Linked DNA regions of Mus musculus: region 2 is linked to region 1. The links are chromatin contacts, called in public Hi-C maps. All regions are on one chromosome and are shown on one strand. The core of a region is the stretch at or near the end of the contact, and the rest is flanking DNA. Distances in the headings are between cores, read along the strand shown. Region 1 overlaps Ablim1 (actin-binding LIM protein 1). Region 2 overlaps B230217O12Rik (RIKEN cDNA B230217O12 gene).

What was found. A called contact is a pair of places that touch in the nucleus more often than the background predicts.
Region 2: a contact with region 1 is called in a Hi-C map of B cells, with 4 times the contacts expected there. The contact joins two enhancer-like sites. A contact is called at or near these places in 1 of 39 promoter capture datasets (the HPC-7 cell line), 1 of 15 datasets of contacts at CTCF or cohesin (large pre-B cells), 43 of 484 Hi-C or Micro-C datasets (the 3T3-L1 cell line, 3T3-L1-derived adipocytes, the AML12 cell line and 30 more), 7 of 115 datasets of contacts at active chromatin or transcription factors (the 230-238 cell line, embryonic forebrain, embryonic midbrain and 4 more) and 2 of 9 other capture datasets (embryonic stem cells and embryonic tail).

Annotation. Positions count from the first base shown.
Region 1 is chr19:57,067,217-57,072,514 of GRCm38.p6, forward strand. It overlaps Ablim1 (actin-binding LIM protein 1), which reads right to left. Exons shown (of 26, transcript NM_178688.4): 11 at 1,644-1,721; 12 at 875-1,030. Among named protein-coding and RNA genes, the nearest start is that of Afap1l2, 61 kb to the left of the region's middle. Within about 2 kb of position 1,900, at least 11 of the 459 cell types and tissues checked have an H3K27ac peak or open chromatin away from gene starts, as enhancers often do. A contact at or near this core is called in B cells, where this site is marked.
Region 2 is chr19:57,340,848-57,346,039 of GRCm38.p6, forward strand. All of the region lies in intron 1 of B230217O12Rik (RIKEN cDNA B230217O12 gene), which reads right to left. Among named protein-coding and RNA genes, the nearest start is that of B230217O12Rik, 17 kb to the right of the region's middle. Within about 2 kb of position 3,199, at least 64 of the 459 cell types and tissues checked have an H3K27ac peak or open chromatin away from gene starts, as enhancers often do. A contact at or near this core is called in B cells, where this site is marked.

The sequences.
Region 1 (5,298 bases), core at 650-3,149:
ACAGCGTATGGTCAGGGTGCGAGGTGGCAGTAGGTAACCTCTAACCCTAGGAGCTAGCACAGGGGAGAGAGCCCTCTAGGCTGAGAAACTCTGGCCCAGCAGAGGGTCAGGCCTGCACACTGAGCTGTAGTGAGCCGTAGACAGGGCCACAGCAGGGGCCACAGCCACACTGAGCATGTGCAAGTTTGCCCCTCCTCACTGAGCATGTGCAAGTTTGCCCCTCCTCACTGAGCATGTGCAAGTCTGCCCCTCCTCGTTGCTCTTCAGTTTCTTGAATCCATATAAGCATCTCCAAGGAGCTGATTGTCATTACCCTATTTTCCCGATGAAGGGACTGGGATCACGGTGACTGTCACATGACAATCGAAACCAGCATGTGCTAACACCTTCGGTTGAAACCCAGTAATCCATTCAAGGAACCCCAGCTATCTGCTCAGCCATACCGCCTTCCCCTCCATTCATCCTCCATTAACATGTCAGAAACTGAAGCTGCTTAAATTTAAGGGTGAGGTCTTACATCTCATGATCCCTAGAAATGTACTTCCAAGTTATCTGAAGTCCAAGATACCCTATGTATGACCTCCTTCCCTTAACAACCTGCCCCCAACACACACACACACACGCACGCACGCACGCACGCACGCACGCACACGCATGCAACCTCAGGCCCAAACGGCTAATTTCTTACCTCTCTGTACCCTCGTTTAGGAGGTCATGGGATAGGTTCTGAGTCCCTCACATCACCAGGTACAGAGCCCTTCAGAGTGTCGGCAAAGTCTGACATAGCTTAGTCCCAAACAGTGGTTCTTATTAGAGGTGAGTGAAACGGGACACTGGATGGCCATATTGTTTGCAATCCCTGGGAATCCATTACCTCTCCAAGGCTCTGTCTCTCCTGCTTGTCCTCATAGCCTGATGTGTAGAAAGGCTCATAGGTAATGAGATCTGGACGCTCGATGTCATAGATCGCCTTGACCTTGGGGATGGCTGCTAAATCCTTGTAATCCAGGATTTCATTGTCTACTTTTGCCTGGCAGAGTTAAACAGCGAGAAAAGTTAATCCTCTATTTCAGTTTGTCGAGAAATTATCCTCAGTGCCATTTACGGCCTTGCTTAAAATGGGATTCTTAAACCAAGCCAAACGCCTTGCTGCGTGATGTCACATCCTTTAGGAAGGATCAATGCCCCTATTAATCAACGCGTCTATTAATCACGCTTAAAAATAAAATATCATCAATGGCTTAGAATGGGCGTGTATAGAATTTAGTGAATAAAGAAATATTTCAACCTTCAGAATAGTTTCTCAACACAGAGAAAAAACTCAAAGAGATGGTCAATAAATCTTTTCAGATAGCTAAATATAAGTACTGTATATTGAATAAACTAAATATGTAAATATCTTTGTGGCAGAATTTAATAACATCAGCAGCAGCATTATAAAATGGGCAGTTAATCCCCCAAATATCTGCACACATGTTAGGTGCAACAAGCTTTTAAGCTCTATCTATACCATGTGACTGCACCTTTGGGATCTTCTAACAGGATCCCAGGGGATCAGCTTCCTTTCTTGGCTTCTCCATCCGATGGTTCTAATCCCAGACCCACCTGCTCCCCCAAGTGTCCCTTCTGGAAGTGATACTTACATAGATAGTATGGCCTGGTGAACCAGGGATGCTGGAGCCTGGTCTAGAATAGATACTTTCAGAGGAGGTCCTGGTGGGCTGCAAAATAAACAGCGAGTGGCCTGTCAGACTTCTGAACAGCCCAGGCACCCAAGCCTCATGGAAAACTCAACCAGCTAAGAAAGGAGAGACCCGTGAGCATGGCGTAGGACAGGAGGTATACCCTTGAAGGAAAGGGCCTGAAATGTCCAGGTGGCTTTCATGGCCCTTTCACTTCCTTGTCGCTTACAGAACCTTGGGCTTGAAACTAGAGCATATCTTGAAGCTGTGCGTTTCAGTCCAGCTCCATGTCAGCCCAGTGTCCCAGCTCCAGTCACCAGCTCTAGTCTTCAGAACCACAGCAGAGCACACCCTGGGCTTTCCTTGCCTCTCACGGGCTTCCTGCTCACCTCTGCCCTCCTTCTGTCCTCTTGGCACCATGGGGATTATTTCAAGAGAGAAACCTTTGTGGAACCTGGTTCCTTGTCACAGTGCTGATTTTGCCTCGGTGGCCAATTTAGTGTGAAATCACAGCTGCTGGGGCCTCAGTATCAGGTCCCAGTCTCCTTCTTCCTTGTCATTTATCACCTGCCCTCTCAAGAGCAGGCCTTGTGTCCCTGCCTCCAGCCTTTTATCCTGGCTGATTCACAGCCTGACTCGCTCTTTCCACCAACTTTCCTTGGTTGGTTCCTTTTCTTCCTCCAACCTTGAACTCACCCCCTCAGAGGCCTCCCACTTCTTCCTCAGCCCACAGACCATTCCCCTTGCTGTTGTCTCTCATCGTCAACCCTAATTTTTCCTTCGTGAATTAACTCCTAATGAGAAGTTGGTTGATTTCCTCACATTGCCCTGGATCCCCCTTTATTAGAGAAACAGTGCGCAGAGATATAAATACTTGGAAGAAGAAACAAGCTATCCTTTAATGGTAAGTGTATACTCAGGTTTATTACATGGGTTGAGTGTAATCAGAGTCCCTGTGGTGGGTGTATGTGTGTGTGTGTGTGGCGGGGGTGATGAGCCTCTGGAAAGATGGAAGAGGCTGGGTATGGGGCAGGAAGAGGAGGTACAAAGCAGGATCAATGGCTTTTTATCTCTGGTTGGCATGTTCTGGAACATTCTATAAAGAAAGCAAAGCCCTCATGAAAGTCTTCCTCTTGTCTATGTACTACTTCCTGGGGAGTAACACCTATAAAGCTAAACTAGGAACAGGCCCCTTTCCTCTCTGATACAGTCGACTTCAGTTCAGTGCCTCGAATAGGACAGAAAGAGCCCACAAGAACTTGGACTCAGGGCACTGAGTAGCTCATGTCTGAAGCAGGGACCACAAAGACAACCGGGCCAGCTCAGGGCAGCAGTGGTTGGACTCACTATGAAAGGCAGGGCCTGCCAGAGGCTGTAAGCTGCTAGTCTCTGGTTGTCTGGGACTTCTGAAATAGCTGAGTAGAGGTGGCAGGAGAAATCACAGCACAGCCAGGAGGAGGTATGTCTGACTGGACAAGCTGAGTTTTCTCCCCAACACCTGGTATGAACCCGTGCATTCCTCTAATTGTGACTAGACTGACAGGTCACCAGGAACAATGAATTTCACTGAGAAATATCCTGAATTTCCTAACATTGCCCAAATATGTCTGGTTTCAAGTTCCATTTCCTAGCCCAAATACAGACATGGCACAAGCAAAATACGGGCTCCTAAAAAAAAAAAAAAGATGTTGCCCCTCATAAGGGTCGAACAAAGCAACACACACATGAATGTGTACGTGTGTGTGTGTGTATGGCGCTAATGCACATGCAAATGTGTTTTTAGGATGTATGTGTGTATGTGTGTATGTGTGTATGTGTGTGTGTGAGCATGTATGTGTGAAGGGATAATACACATGCAAATGTGTTTGCATGTGTGTATATGTGTGTGTATGTATGTGTGTGACACATGTATGTGTTCATATGAAGGCCAGAGGACAACCTCAGGCATCATCTACAGGAATGTTGTCAGCCTCCTTTGAGATGGGGTCTCTTCATTGGTCGGGAGGTCACATGACTTCCCATCCTTACCTCCTTTACACTGGACAAAATACAGCTACACGTAACATATGGAGGTTAAAGTCTGCTTCTGGAATCAAGTCGCTCTTTTAAATCCTGGCGACACAAGTCTTTCTTTTTTAAAAACTTTGCTCTTCAACTTTTCAACTTGGGTGACCTAGGAAGGCAGAACTCCGGACAATTACGTCTCCAGGGCTGAGTGAGAGCGGAGGCAGACAGCTCCAGGCGCTTGGCCAGGCATATGTAGGTGGTCAATATTTCCCAGACGTTGCGCCTGGTCTCTGATCCTAAGGGGCGGAGTTACCTGTGTTCCATACCTACTGAGAATATTCTCTTCACGTGTGAGATGCATAGACAGGGCTATCTGGCACTGGCTGCAGCTACAGAACTTAAAAAGTCAAATGTGTCCCGGCTTGTCGGAAGACCTGTCACAGTTATGGGTGCTTTCCTGCCTGCAGCTGTCAGTGCCCTCTTCCTTGAGGACCCTGTGGAGGGACTCCGATCCCTTCATACACAGTGACTTTTACCCGTGGCTCATCCCTAGCATTTAACACCATGTGCTGTCTGCCAAATGGTTCTGGGTTTGCTGTCCCATGGACTCTGCTCAAGGCTTGAAGGACACTGTTTTTTGCCATTGTAGACTGGTTCACCTCATGGCAATTATTTTCCTTTATGATGGTAAAATTATTTTTTAAAGCTGAACAATCATCTTTGGAGGTTTTATCCTAAATGTTAAGAACTTATTTTATCATTTTATTTGATTGTATTGAATCTTATTGGTCCTGGAATTGAAGTAACAGCTCGTGCACACTAGGCAAGTGCTCTGCTTCCAAACCCTCGCCTATCTTATATTTTGAGAAGGAGCCTAAGTTGCCCAGGCTGGCCTTGCATGTATAATTCTTGAAGAGACTCTAGCCAGCTCACAAACATGGCTCTGGCAAGCCTTGCCCTCTGCCTTGCTAAAAATCACCAGATTACATTCCTAAAGTGATCCACCACAGTCTATACTCCCTTATTTAGCCACTTCCTCCGTTTGAGGCTGACCAGGGAGGTTCAGCTATCAAAGTATTGAAGCCCAGCAAAAGCTCCCTTAGGCTGCCCTAATTAACACACTCTATTAAAATTAAACAGTCCATCCTAATGTGGGGCTTCCTGGTTATCTTTTATAAATTGCCATTTGCCTATGGGCCATGTCAGTTTCCTCTCTATCCAGAGGCAGACATTTGTCCTCCAGGATAAATATCCCTGCCCCCTCTCCTATTCTTCTACCTCCTGTCTTTGTCTTTTATTCCCTGCATCTTTGTCCCTCTGGGTCAAATAAATCTCCTCTGTGCTGAGAACTCGGTCTTGGGGACCCCGAGCTGATACTTTTCCTCTCAAAAATCCTGCCTCAGCCTCCAGAAATTGACATTCAATTAGAAACATCTAGTATTTGTTATAAATCATCATCTTATTATTAAAACAAACACCACAAAAAATATATATATAAACCAAAAACCAAACCAAAGCCATCCTATTTTTCCAGCTATGTTTTTTCCCCCCTAATGGCTACAAGGTTCGGCACTGTGACCAAGACGGTGCCTGACAGGCCCAGTTCTCC
Region 2 (5,192 bases), core at 1,949-4,448, 270 kb after region 1:
CATGGCGGCTCACAATGGTCTGGTGCTCTCTTCTACCTCCCTCAGGTGCACAGACATATATTCAGGTAAACACTCATAGACCAATAATAATAATAAAAACATCTTAACATTGAGGGCACAGTGAGGAGTGGTGGTGGATGCCTTTAATCTCAGCACTCAGGAGACAGAGGCAGGTGGATTTCTGTGAGTCTGAGACCAGTCTGGTCTACTGGCTACACAGAGGAACACTGTTCCGGGTGTGGAGGGGGGGACGCATGCATGCATCCTCCCCTGGTTTGCTACCTAGGAAATTATGTTGCAGTTTTGTAACTCAAAAGTTCGACTGCATGCTTATCACTAACTCCTTCGCTATGAAAGGACATTTTTATCTCAAGTAAGCTCAACCCACACTTAAGTTGAAAGATTCCAGCCAGGGAACAGCTAGCTATTGAATGTCAAAGGAATGAAGATTGTTTCTAATCCTCAAGACCATAAGTGATTTCAGGGAAGGCTGACACATATTTTTCTTTTTTCCTGTCTTCCTTTCTTTTTTTTTTCTTTCTTTCAGCACAGTTAGGAAACAAACAAACAAACAGGAAAACATTTAAGACTCTTCTAGAGCTGAGACTATGTGACAGCAAATTAAGTCACCAGCTGTAATGAGGAACAATGGGCACACGTCTGAATCTGGTGAGATTGAAGGAGGTCAGATCCTTAAGCATCCTGAAGTGTACTTTTAAAACACGCATGCTCTAGTTGAAGCTAGCCTGCTGGTGCTACTTCTGTAGTCCCATTCTTTTCTATGTAGCGTTTTCATTCTTTGAGAACTCATCGGCACATACAATGCAATTTGATTGTATCTGTCCACCACTGTCTGCCTCCAATTCCTCCAGGACCCTCCACCATGCCCCCTTTCCAACTTCTTAACCACTTGGAAAAAAATAAGCCCACGGGGTTAGTTTCTTTTCTGTGCTGTGACACAAACACCCCAATCAAGGCAACTTATAGGAGGAAGGGCTCACCTGGGATTGTCTGGTTCCAGAGGGCTAAGAGTGCATTGCATGTGGTGAGGAGGCTTGGCGGCAGGAGCTCGAAGCGGAGAGTTTGAATCTTCAGCCACAAGCACAACCACAACCACAAAGCAAAGAAGATGACTGGAAGAAGTGTCTGACGCTTTTAATCCCAAAGCCCACCTGCCCCCAGTGACAGACTTCCTCCAGCAAGGAAGGCTTCACCACCTAAAGCTACCCCAAAAGTGCCACCAACGGGTGACCAAATGCCTGAAGCTGTGGGGGACATTTCTCATTCAAATCACCACACACACTGAGTCCAATCAGTACTTCCCGTATGGTCATCATTGTAGAGTCATCTATTGCCAACCTCTGTACCCTGTGGGTACTAAGATAAGCATCTTAAAGGCAGTCTGCTTCCAGCTGTGTTCTTAAGGCAGGACAAGCTACTGAGGTATAATTGCACGGTTGCTTTAACACCTGAGATCCAAGTTAGAAGTCAAAGGGTCACAGGAGCTGGAGACCTTTCTCTGGCATAACGATCGTCCTCATACAAATTGCAGACGCTATGACATAGAAACCGGAGCCACAAAGTGCCTTTTTGGCAATCTGCCTTTCACTGAATACTGCGTTTAGAAAGATCACAGGCAGAAATGCAGACACTAGACCCAATCATTGATTCACTGCCCAGGAAGGTCAGAACCTAACTGAAGAATGTTAAAGGCCTAGTAAGTACCTGGCTACATGAACCCATTCCAGCCCGGCGGTGAGTAAAAAGCTAAGTAGAACTGCTTTTCTGGTTTTACCGGTGAGCGACTACACACATTGCGTTAATCCGAATCCTTTAGAAATGCTTACGTGTGACTCTGGTGGGGGCACAGAAAAGACTTATACTTCCAGGTCGCCCTCTGTATTCCTGGAGGAAGCATGGAACAGCAATTTCTTTTCTTTGCCTATGAAAAAAGCAGAACCTGCTAAACGCATGAAACTCAAGAAGAACGAAGACCAAAGTGTGGACACTTTGCCCCTTCTTAGAATTGGGAACAAAACACCCATGGAAGGAGTTACAGAGACAAAATTTGGAGCTGTGATGAAAGGATAGACCATCTAGTGATTGCCATATCCAGGGATCCATCCCATAATCAGCTTCCAAACGCTGACACCATTGCATACACTAGCAAGATTTTGCTGAAAGGACCCAGATGTAGCTGTCTTGTGAGACTATGCTGGGGCCTAGCAAACACAGAAGTGGATGCTCACAGTCAGCTATTGGATGGATCACACGGCCCCCAATGGAGGAGCTAGAGAAAGTACCCAAGGAGCTAAAGGGATCTGCAATTCTATAGGTGGAACAACAATATGAACTAACCAGTACCCCGGAGCTCTTGTCTCTAGCTGCATATGTATCAAAAGATGGCCATCACTGGAAAGAGAGGCCCTTTGGATATACACTGGGACAAGGTGTGTTTTAACAGAACATTGAGAGTTAGGAACCCACTTCAAACTGACTGCTAATCAGCCTTGTGGTTTTGCATAAATGACGACAACTCTTATTTATCCATTGCTGCGTAACAAGTTGCTCCAAATGTAACAGATTAGGACAAGCAGTGTGTATAATCTCCCGATTTCTGTAGGTTGGCTCAGCTGCATCTAAGTTGGTCTCCTCAGGGAGTCTCAAGAGATGCCAAAGGAGCCATGAGATAGCATTCTGTCATCTGAAGGCTGGTTTGGGCTGGAGACTACTGCTAAGGTCCCTCACAAACCCATCAAGAACTTCAGTTCCTTACCCTAGGGGCCTGTCCTTAGACTGCCTTAAGCTGTGGCAGCTGTCTTCTCCCAAAACTGATAACAGAACAACCAGATAGAGCCTGCAACAGCATAGTCCAGTCTTACATGCAATATAGCATCGGTTCTGTTGTGTTCTACCTTCCACAAGCAGATCCTGGTACCCTGTGGGAAGATTGTGAGCATCTGCAGGCAGGGAGCATTGAGGACATCTCAGGGGTTAGCTAATGTCCTTTCTTCCTCAGTTTTCTCTGCTGCAGAGTGAAGTCTGAGTCACGTGACCTTTCTGGTTGGTGCCCTCTCACCCTCCCCCCCGCCATGCCACCACTAGACTCACCTTCCTGCTCTCCTGTAAAGATCCCTATGACTTTTGCCTTTGAGCCCTTTGACTGTACCAACCACAGCCCCCTAAACACTGCCATTTATACACTTCCTGGCCACATCCTTCCGCTAGCTCCCTGACATCCACCTGGCCTACAGCTGCCCTCAGTCCACGTCTATCCTGCCAAGTGCTTCAGAGTCCTTGTGGTCGGTCCTTCCTGCCCCAAAGCTTTCTGTTCCTGACTTCTCTGTCTCTGCCTATTTGCTCCACCTCAGCCCCTGAATTGCTCACCACCAAAATTACTTAACTTTATTAGAGGAAACTCAGTCTCTTGTGCTATCATAAGAACCCTCTGTTCTTCCAATTCTCCGATCAAGTCATCCCAAGAGATGGGTCACCTTGTCGGGATGTCTAGAACACCGTCCCACCGATTTTTTTGTCACGTCCCTCCAGTCTTTACTTTATTTGCACTTCAAATCAGATTTTGTGTGTTTGCATGCATGCATGTGTGTGTGTGCATGTGCTCATGTGTGTGTGTGTTTCTGTGTGTGTATATATATGTGAGTGCATGAATGTGTACATGTGAGTGTGGATGTGTGTGTGCATGTGATCACGTATGTGAATATACTCATGTATATGTGAGCTTCTGTGTGTGTGTGCGTGTGTGTAGGTCAGAGGTCATCCTTGAGGAACTTAAGTCATTCTCAGCCACTGCTTTTGAGGCAGGCAGGCCTCTCACATTGCCTGGGAACCTGCTGCAGTTAGTCTAGCTACAGTGAACTTCAGTGATCCAGTTATTCCCACCTGTCTCCCTCTGCAGCACTGGGATTGTGTGTGACGTCATTGTGCCCAGCTTTTGATGCAGGTCCAGCCCAGGCCTCACTCTTACACTGCCAGCCTTTGAGGACTGAGCCAGCTCCCCAGTCCTCCACCCTCAGATTAGATTTTCAGAGGCCATTGCTTTGGCAGGTCACTGCCTGAACAGTGGCTTAAAAAAAACCCTCACTCTCATGGACAGATTTCAAGTGGCAGGCTTGTGCTTTCTGTTACAGACAAGCAGGTACAGTACTGAAGGCCACTGAAGAAAGTCCCACAACAGTATGGCATGGTCACATGGTCACCTACTTTACTTCTTGTTGAGGTAAAATTCACATGACAAAATGGCTGTTGGAAAGCGAACCAGACTGTGGTGTCAATTCTTGCTCAAAATTACGTAGCTATCATCTCTGTCTGGTTCTGTCCTTCCCCTGTTAGCCTGAATGTCTAGTTGGATATGTTCTCCTCAGCATTGAGTTTATCTGTCATCAACAAGTCAAATACAGAGTAATTACTAGTATTAATTTATATCAGTGTTCAGTTTGGGAATACAGCTCAGTGACTGGTTTCTTACTGAGCTAGCACAAGACTCTCTGTTTGCTTACTGGCACGGCTGAAAAATAGAATAGGACACCACTTATAAACTAGCTGTTGCTTTATGGTCAGATGATCTAGAGCACAAACATCACTCTCTCTTTCTAGAGCATATGACATCACTCTCTCTTTCTAGAGCACATGACATCACTCTCTTTCTAGAGCACATGACATCATTTTCTCTCTAGAGCATATGACATCACTCTCTCTTTCTAGGGCACATGACATCACTCTCTTTCTCTTACACGCATTCTCGCGACCGGCCAGGAAGAACGCAGCAAACCTGAATCTTCTGCGGCAAAAGCTTTATTGCTTACATCTTCAGGAGCAAGAGTGCAAGAGAGCAAGAGCTCCATTGCTTACATCTTTAGGAGCAAGAAGCAAGAGCCAGAGCAAGAGCTCTATTGCTTACATCTTTAGGAGCCAGAGCGCAAGAGCGCAAGAGCAAAAGCAAGAGTGCAAAAGCAAAAGCAAGAGAGCAAAGGGGAGAATGGCGAAACCCCGTCCCTTTTTAAGGAGAATTATTCTCCACCTAGGACGTATTACTCCCTGATTGGCTGCAGCCCATCGGCCGAGTTGTCGTCACGGGGAAGGCAGAGCACATGGGGTGGAAAACTACCCTTGGCACATGCGCAGATTATTTGTTTACCACTTAGAACACAGGATGTCAGCGCCATCTTGCAACG